2 separate regions of the Mus musculus genome follow, and region 2 is linked to region 1. Evidence: chromatin contacts called from public Hi-C data. All regions are on one chromosome and are shown on one strand. The core of a region is the stretch at or near the end of the contact, and the rest is flanking DNA. Distances in the headings are between cores, read along the strand shown. Region 1 overlaps Kcnma1 (potassium large conductance calcium-activated channel, subfamily M, alpha member 1). Region 2 overlaps Kcnma1 (potassium large conductance calcium-activated channel, subfamily M, alpha member 1).

What was found. A called contact is a pair of places that touch in the nucleus more often than the background predicts.
Region 2: a contact with region 1 is called in a Hi-C map of myocytes, with 2.7 times the contacts expected there. The contact joins two enhancer-like sites. A contact is called at or near these places in 7 of 484 Hi-C or Micro-C datasets (cerebellar granule neurons, forebrain, frontal cortex and 3 more) and 3 of 115 datasets of contacts at active chromatin or transcription factors (the 230-238 cell line and large pre-B cells).

What each region holds. Positions count from the first base shown.
Region 1 is chr14:23,587,596-23,591,619 of GRCm38.p6, forward strand. Kcnma1 (potassium large conductance calcium-activated channel, subfamily M, alpha member 1) reads right to left here. Exons shown (of 28, transcript NM_001253364.1): 4 at 3,993-4,024; 5 at 3,046-3,157. Among named protein-coding and RNA genes, the nearest start is that of Gm51422, 61 kb to the right of the region's middle. Within about 2 kb of position 2,741, at least 6 of the 459 cell types and tissues checked have an H3K27ac peak or open chromatin away from gene starts, as enhancers often do. A contact at or near this core is called in myocytes, where this site is marked.
Region 2 is chr14:23,704,794-23,709,108 of GRCm38.p6, forward strand. All of the region lies in intron 2 of Kcnma1 (potassium large conductance calcium-activated channel, subfamily M, alpha member 1), which reads right to left. Among named protein-coding and RNA genes, the nearest start is that of Gm51422, 57 kb to the left of the region's middle. Within about 2 kb of position 2,273, at least 12 of the 459 cell types and tissues checked have an H3K27ac peak or open chromatin away from gene starts, as enhancers often do. A contact at or near this core is called in myocytes, where this site is marked.

The sequences.
Region 1 (4,024 bases), core at 1,491-3,990:
GTGGCAAAGGAGGAGTGCGAGAGAAGAGATATAGGAGTGTGCGCTCTTAAATAAGAGCTCTCCCCCTCCCTTCCGGCCCGAGGCAAAGCGTTGTGGGATGAGTAAGTGGGGATGGAGGAATGCCAACATCAAGCAGCAGAGTGGGTGCTGCCTTTCCCAAATCGGTCCTCAAAGCTCCCAATCTTGCAAGGTTAAGGTCAGAAGCTCAAGGTCAGCAAAAGAGTGCAGTGACATCATGTCAGACTGGGGAAAATTGTCCAAACAGGCTGTGTGAACTTGGACAAGAGAGTCAACCTCTCTGAGCTTCAGGTGCCTGGTCTGGAAACATGAAGTAATTAACAATTCCTACCTCATAGGTTTGATCTGAAGATTGAGAGGATTTAGGTAACAGATTGAATGGTAGGACCATTGCTGCAGCATTTGAATACTCACCATTGTTATGTTGGCTGTATTACTGAGTGTCTTAAACGGACATATATAAGTGATATATATGCTTTATTATATAATATGCAATCCTGTGCTAAGAATAAGAATGGCAACATGGTCTGGGTGGTGCATTGTAAGAGATACAGATCAGGCCCCTGGTAACCACTCTGGTTTTCAATCACCATGATGCCAGCAGTACCATGCCCCCACCCTCAAAACTTTGTGCAGTACTTCAGTAGTCTTATTTCTTGTATCTATCTTATCCCAAATCCCAGTCAGTGTGAAGGCAGTATACCTCCACTTTCCAGGATAAGGGAAAGGCTGTTCACACCTAATGGTCCTTTTCATCTTTGTAGGACTGTTTCCTGAGAACGTTCATTAGTTTCTGTGGTGGCTCATGAGTACAATGCTTGTTTCCCAGGGTGATAACCTATGTATTAAATCAGACAGAGGGACCTCCTAGTTTTTGACTAAAATGACTCTTCCGTAATAGGCAGGAAGGTTTGGGACTCCACCCAAGGGCAGTTACTAAGAAGCAAAAGCATCGTATTAAATGTTTTCTCCTGCAAGAGTGGACAGGTTCTTTTGATTGTTTTGGTTGGGTTGTTGTTGTTACTATTATTGTTGTTATTGTTAATGTTATTAATTTTATAATCCAGCATGCCATTGCTCTGTTTTCAGTTTCAACACTGATGCTTCCCATGAGGCTGCATCATTTATTGATTTCTAAAGTCCCTCGGTTCCTGCCCTTCTCAGAATTATAAGGCGGCAGTCTGTCAATGTCCTTCACAGACTGAGTGGAGAACAAGACCCAGTCACAAAGGTCACAAAGCCAATCGTCAGCTCAGCTGAGAAGGCTGGGATGCGCCAGCCCATGGACCTACTCAGGACGGAGATTTGCATGTGGCTCTCATGATCTGGACATACTGACCATTCTCAGCAAGCACATCTCAGAGCCAAGAAGCAAAACTTTCCCCTCAGCAATAAGTAAGTATGGTTTGAATGAGAAATCTGGGGCTAGGTGGCATCTAACTGAGGATATGCACACACGAGGGTACAATTACACAAGGCATCCAAGAGTGTGTAGGTGATCACTATATGTTATATATTAGAGATGCTTATGTTCTAAATATGTGACAGTTGTTTTCAAACCCAGGGCTTTGCAGGATGCAAGTACATCTTCCCACAACATTTTTAGAACATTATCTAACAATGTCTACAAAATAAATTATTCATGCTCTTTTACTTGGCAATGCCTCTTCTGGTAATATGGAAATATCTATAGGAATGGAATTTCACAAATACATGGATGATAGTGTTTATGAAAATATCGTTCAGGCTAGCAAACAAAACATCCAGGCGATCCATTAGAACCTAGAGCTAGGTCTACTACACAACAAGCAGATAACGGAAATTTCCCAAATGGCTATAAAATTTACCTTATTATGGTGCTGAAGGGATGGCCACCACGTGTTACTACAAGAGCTAAATTGCAGTGGAATATGGTTATTTGAAACAATTTCTCATAGGAACATCAGTACCCCTCTAATGTTTGGCCATAAGTGCACATCCATTTACTTATGCATGGGATGAGATGAGTTTGCAGAAAGGTGTGTTAATAGTCGGCATCTTAGGGTGGGGGTTGGGGACTCATGGAGGACAAAAGGAGGAGAAATGGCCTGGTGCTGTTTTCTTTTTTGGTAGTTGAAAGTTTTTAATGGTTAGAACATGTATTTTTTTTGTGTGTGTGAATCCCAGGGCTTTTTTTTTTTTTTTTTTTTTGAAAAATATAAGTTGTCCCGTATGAGCACCAAAAAAAAAAAAAAAAAAAAAAAAAAAAAAAAAAAAAAAAAAAAAAGAAAATTTAATTAATTAATTTTTTAAAAAGCCAAACCAAACCAAAATAAAAAAAAACAAACCTACAAGTAAAGACAGGGAATTCTGGGTAAGTACTCCAATCCTCAGTTAACTAATGGAAGCAAAACTGTTTTCATGTTAATTATAACTTAGACACAGCATCAAGGAGGAGCTGGGAGCTGTCAATTTAATCTTTCTCAGAGCTGGTTGCTTTTCATGACTAATTGTTTTACTGTGCTGGTCTTAATTCAGGAAGTGACCTGATAAGCCAAGCACTAAGGAACATTCTCCCAGCAAGGGAGTGGAGTAACCCGTGATTCCACTTGAGATGTTTCATCTTGTACGGCTTATCCCAGAAATTGCAACTATAAATAAAGCCCAAGTGTGACAGGTGGGACTTCTGGGGCACGAGATCCTGCCACTCTGACGGTTGGTCTCATTCCCATGGGCTTCTTTAACCAGTCCTGACTCTCAATTCCTGAATGACAAGTGACATAAGAGTGAACTGTAGAAGTCCCAGCTGTGACAGTGATGACCACGGGACTTAAACAATGATGAAACTATACCGTCTAAAGCTCTGCCTCCACAGATTCTCCTGGGCTGTCGCCATCCAGTTCTGACACCCCAAGAACATCATCCATGGCCACACGCAAAACTGCCTATGCATAGCCACAGACCAGCAAAAGAATCCTTCCTGGACCCTATATATCTTTAATCTATCCTGCTGAAGAGCCAGTGAAACGGCAAAAGAGACCGACTTACCAAGCCAACTTCTGTTTAAGTACACAGACACAAACACAGGAGGGACTGTGAAGAAATCTACTACTGAATTCACTTCCAGCCAGAACCACAGCTTATCGTTGGCTGCAATAAACTGGAGGGAAAGAGAAAATAAGACAGAAAAACAAAATGAGAAGCACGGTGTCAGCATTTAATATATGTCCTTTTGTCAAAGGATAAATGTTGGGTTTCTATGGGGTCTGCGGGGCGACACTCTGCTCTTCACCTAATCTCATGCTGTTCTGTACATTAATCACTAGCTTGATTTGGAGAATCCACAGCCTTTTGTAGGAAGTGACTGACTATATGCCACATTAGCCTTAGGGAATGATCAGGCGATGCGATTTTCTGTGGTTTCCAACAGATGCCTAGAGAAGGTTTAATTCATCTCAGCTTCTTGGCCTTTCTGATACAAATCTAACTATGAATAAAGCACATATATGTGCACTCACATTTATGTGCACAATTCAAATTTTGCACACAAAAAAAATCTCCATAAGCCTAATCTAGTGTAAACTCCCTAATCCTACAAGCCTTCACTCCTCCTTGACCCCCACGTCCCACCAGCCTTCACTCCTGGTTAACCCTGATAATTGCAGTCTCGACATTCCTAAATATACATTTGTGAGCTTAAGTGTTTTTCAATGTACTTTGTAATAGAAAAAAATACAGTCATGTTTGAATAGCAATGAGTCAGCGTACCATTGCTTCAAACCCTTCCTTGAACCAAAATAAACCCATGTTTCAGAAAGCTCTCAGCTAAGTAGATCTTGTCCACAGACCCTAAACCAGAACACAGGTCTCTTGTCCACCACAGAGACCTCAGGCTTCACCTTGCCTAGGAAAGCAGTCGTGGGTGGAGGGTTATCCATACGTTTAGGATTCTCATGCCCCACTGTGGTACTACTGGAAGATGCTGCCAAACTTACCCGCAAGCCAAAGTAGAGGAGGAAGAACACGT
Region 2 (4,315 bases), core at 1,023-3,522, 120 kb after region 1:
TCTTGGCCAGTGGGAAGCATGGCAGAACCTGCCAGGAAAGCTCAGAATCTGAAGGTCTCTTGATTATTGGCATCCTGTGAACATGGCCTTAGATCCTGCAAGGGTTGGAGGCAACAGGGTGGGTAATCCATCTATGAATTCTCCTGTAGCAACATCTCCAGAGCTGTCTTTCTTGTGGTCTTAGACCTGAGGGTAGAGTATAATGTACAAGAATGTAAATCAAGATCCAAGTGTGGTTGTTCCCAGACAGCTCTCATGCATGAGAAGACACAGTGTGCTACTCAGCTTTCTCTTACTATACCAAAACACTTTGAGAAAATCAACTTATACAAGAAAAGGCTTCTAATGTTTTAGAGTTTTCAATATGTGTATAATTGGACCCAGTGCTCACGGGCCTGGGATAGGACAAGCTACTCAAATCGTGGCACAAGCAAGACATGTAGATGAAGGGACAGATAGAGACAGAGATAGAGACAGACATCAGAGTCTCACAATGTTCTTCAAGGGCACACCCTACATGGCTTCAATTCCTCCAGTACCATCATGGGCAAGAAGCCAAGCCTTTTACTCACAGGACTTTGGGAAACTGTCCAGATATAAACCATAGCAGATAGATAGACTGTTAAACAGACCAAAAAAAACCAAAACCAAAAACAAAAACAAAAACAAAAACCAGTACAGAAACAGGTCAGACACCATGAACAGGAATGGCCAATCTGCCGTGCTGGTAGTGATTTTCTTAAAGGGCAAACTGGAGGGAGATAAGCAAAACTAGTACAAAGACGGAAAGGGGAGCTTCCACAAATCCAGTGACCCCCAGGAGTGGAACTTCACAGCAGCAACACAGAAAAAAACCCAACCCAACACAGAAAAAAACCTGGGTCAGGCAAGTCATGTAAAACCTGTAAGATTCTCTTTCTGTAGATTTCCTTTCCTAAGGATTTGCACGACAAAGATTTTCTTCTAAGCACAAAGGGGACAACTGGCAAGCTTTCAGACGGAAATTAATGTGACCAGAAAAGCATCTTAGACAGATCCTTACTGTTGCTGCAAGAAAGATGCTCTTGCCAGGAAGGGGGGAGGGGACTGCTAGGAGGAAATGTCACCAGGCTTCTAGCCTACCATCACAGCTGCCTACACAAGCAGTGGTAGTGGCCTGGGCTAGGGGACCAGATGAACAGTGGTGGCATCTCACAGGTTAGGCTGTCCAGAGCTATCTGCCTCAGTTTATGCAAAACGGATGTTGCACCAACAATACAGCAGATTACTCCCAAAGAGCAATGTGCTTGGAAACAACTCAGCAACCAAGGCCAGAGCTGGAAGCCATTGAGAAGCCAGGTTGGTATGAAATTGGCCTGGCCAGACCAACATGAGACATTCATCCTCTTTTAGTCTGTAAAATGACACATAAAGAAAATCCACTGTCTTCTTCTCTTTTCAAATATTGCAGGAGGCTCCAGGTTCATTGGCTGCAGGGCAGGCTGCAAGGAGAGGCTGTTTGAATCTGCTGCACTACTAAACAAAGATGTACTAGGCTGATTCAGGGTCAATATCTTCCATGCTTCCAAATTCTGTCTTTCCAGAGCTCCAGGGGCATTTCTATCAGACCTCTACACATCGACCTCACTTAAGTTCGATTTTACTTTGGCAATTCTATTCTCTTTATTTGTGTCTAGTAATTGCATGTTTGTCACTCACATCTCACAAGAAGATAAAGTCACCAGAAAATAGCCACAGTATCCCCACCTATGTAGGGCCACAGGTGAATAACTTCAGACTACCTGGGCTAGGAAGAGATGGAACTACCTCAGGGGACCACTGTGACACAGACATACAGGGGAATAGCATGAAATGTGCTTATGGAGGAATCTTCAAGGTGTAGCTAAGCTATCCATTATTCCATGGTGCCTAGAGCTACCTAGAGACTTTAAGCATTTGACATGAAAAATACATCTCTGGACCATACCCAGTCTTTTCATATGCTCTCCAACCTGAGTCCAAACTAAATGCATCCTGGAAGAAATCATGGTTCCTATTTAGGACAGCCTCTCCAGGCAGCCTGGTCCTGTTGTTGATATCTCTCCTGCTGTGGAAGGAAAGCCCCTGTGCGCCAGCCTCAGACATTAGCTCGGCTTACAGAAATGTGTTCCCTTTCAGTAAGGCCGGCTACGATCCCAGGTAATTCCTCTAAGTGCACGCTTAAACCCCAGCAGCTGTTCCAGATCGCCACAGTGAAGATGACGCCACCGGCTGCTGCCCAGACACAACTGGGAAGATGAAGCCACCCAGCTGCTGGTTTCCTAACCCTGACATGCCACCAAAATAGCAGCCCAGGGCTGTGTATGGGTCCTTCCTTCAACACGCAGGCCTGTACCGGATCTGAGTCTAAGACCAGGAGGCTCAATATTGCATGCCTTATTGGTATCAATAAGATACCAGGTTTCCTTATCCTTGAAAGGCTCTTAAGGAGACACTGTGAATGGACTGCCAGCTCCCACTCACGTTCAAAGCATCAGAAAGATGCTCAAGATCACAAATAAAAAGGCAGCAAGGTCAGGCTTGAATTCTGATCCTCCAAGTGGACAACGCAGACTGTGCCCATGTGCCATGCTACTGCCTGTGTCTATAAAAGCCAGTTTCTCTTCTTCTCCCAAAGGAGCCTAGCTATCTCAATTGTCTTTTCCACACCCTGAACAGCCACGTCAACTGAGTACATAAATATGCTTTGTTGTTGTTATCAAAATTGTATTTTCTTACTGGATCCAGTCGGATGAGCGTGTTTACACCTGTGAGTTAGCTTAGGAAGGGTTTTTTTCCATGATGTCATGTGGAAATGTGCAACTCATGGAGGGAACTGCATACATATGAACATGCAAGTCCTCACATGTTCCTAGCCTCTGAGCCTAAATGAACTCTCCAGATGTTTCCATAACTCAGGTGATTGCAAACTGGCTGGTACTTCCCCGGTAGCAAAATAAATCTGTCTAAGGAGTTTCCATTCAAAAAAATAAAAGTAAAAAACAAATCCAGAGGGATGGCACAGTCAGCAAAGTGCTTGCCTTGCTAGCATGGGGACCTGTGTTTAATCCTTAAACATGTGTAAAGAAAGTCTTGAACTTTGAGAAAGGAAGGCTTGGTCATGACCAGGGCATGGTCACAAATGCTTACAATCCCAGTGCTGGAGAAGCAGACACTAGCAGATCCCTGGGCTTCTAGATCAGCAAGTTACAATCACTCGAAAAGGAAAGGAGAGAACAGGGAAAAGAAATGCACTGCCCAGCAGTATCTGAGAAATGACAACCAAAGCTGTCCTATACTTCCATGTTTCCAGGTACATACAAACTTACATACATACATGCATACTCATATAAACACATACCAACCAAGGTATCAATAGCAAAACTGCCTCTTTCCCAACATATTAATAAATGTTAGCCATGGTTCCCTGAGGAATAAGAAAGATACTAAGCATTTTATTTCTCCTACTGCCCCCAATGAGGGCTGAGCAAGTGACGTCATGATTTGGAGAGGAAGCCCCTCCCATTCCAACTCTGCCTAGCTTCAGTGTTCCTTACAGTCTGTTATCCAGACTGATGCATACACACTCTACCCGAATCTTCTCCATGTGATTTAGGGTCATGTGCAAGGTCAAAGGACAAAGGATGATGCTCCAGGAGCAGGCCAGGTCCTGGGACAGTGATGAGCAAGAAGCCTGCAGAGTCTGAAGCCTGAAACTCAACACTCAAGAGTTTCTGCTGAACATTAGTATGAGCAGTACAGTACTTTCCTCTGCTCTCAGTTCCTTACCTACAATATTATAAAAGCTTTGCACACTTCTTTTTTCTTCTTTTCTGACTTGTGTACGTATGTATGATATACATGTGCATGTGTGTTCATGTCTATGGGGTACACTATGTGTGGGTGACGGTGCAGAAGACTGTATTAAGCACTGTGCTGTGAAATCATGCTTGAGGCTTGGTGAAGACAAATTCTCTCTCTCTCTCTCTCTCTCTCTCTCTCTCTCTCTTTCTCTCTAACACACACAAACACTCACACCTAGAAATAATGGCCATGAGTATCTGATCATAAAGTAAGTACCCACAACATCTAGTCAATTCTTTTTCATACACTTCCCAAACAGGCCACAGGTTGATGCCAGTAACTTCACTGATTGCTGAATCCAGAGGCCACCAATTTGGCTAGTTTTCCTACCCAGCTTGTCCTGGGTGATCATCTGTCTCCACCTCCCAAGTGCTAGTAGTACATGCAGGCACACTGTTCTGTGTGGGCTTTTGGTACCCAAACATCAGTCTCT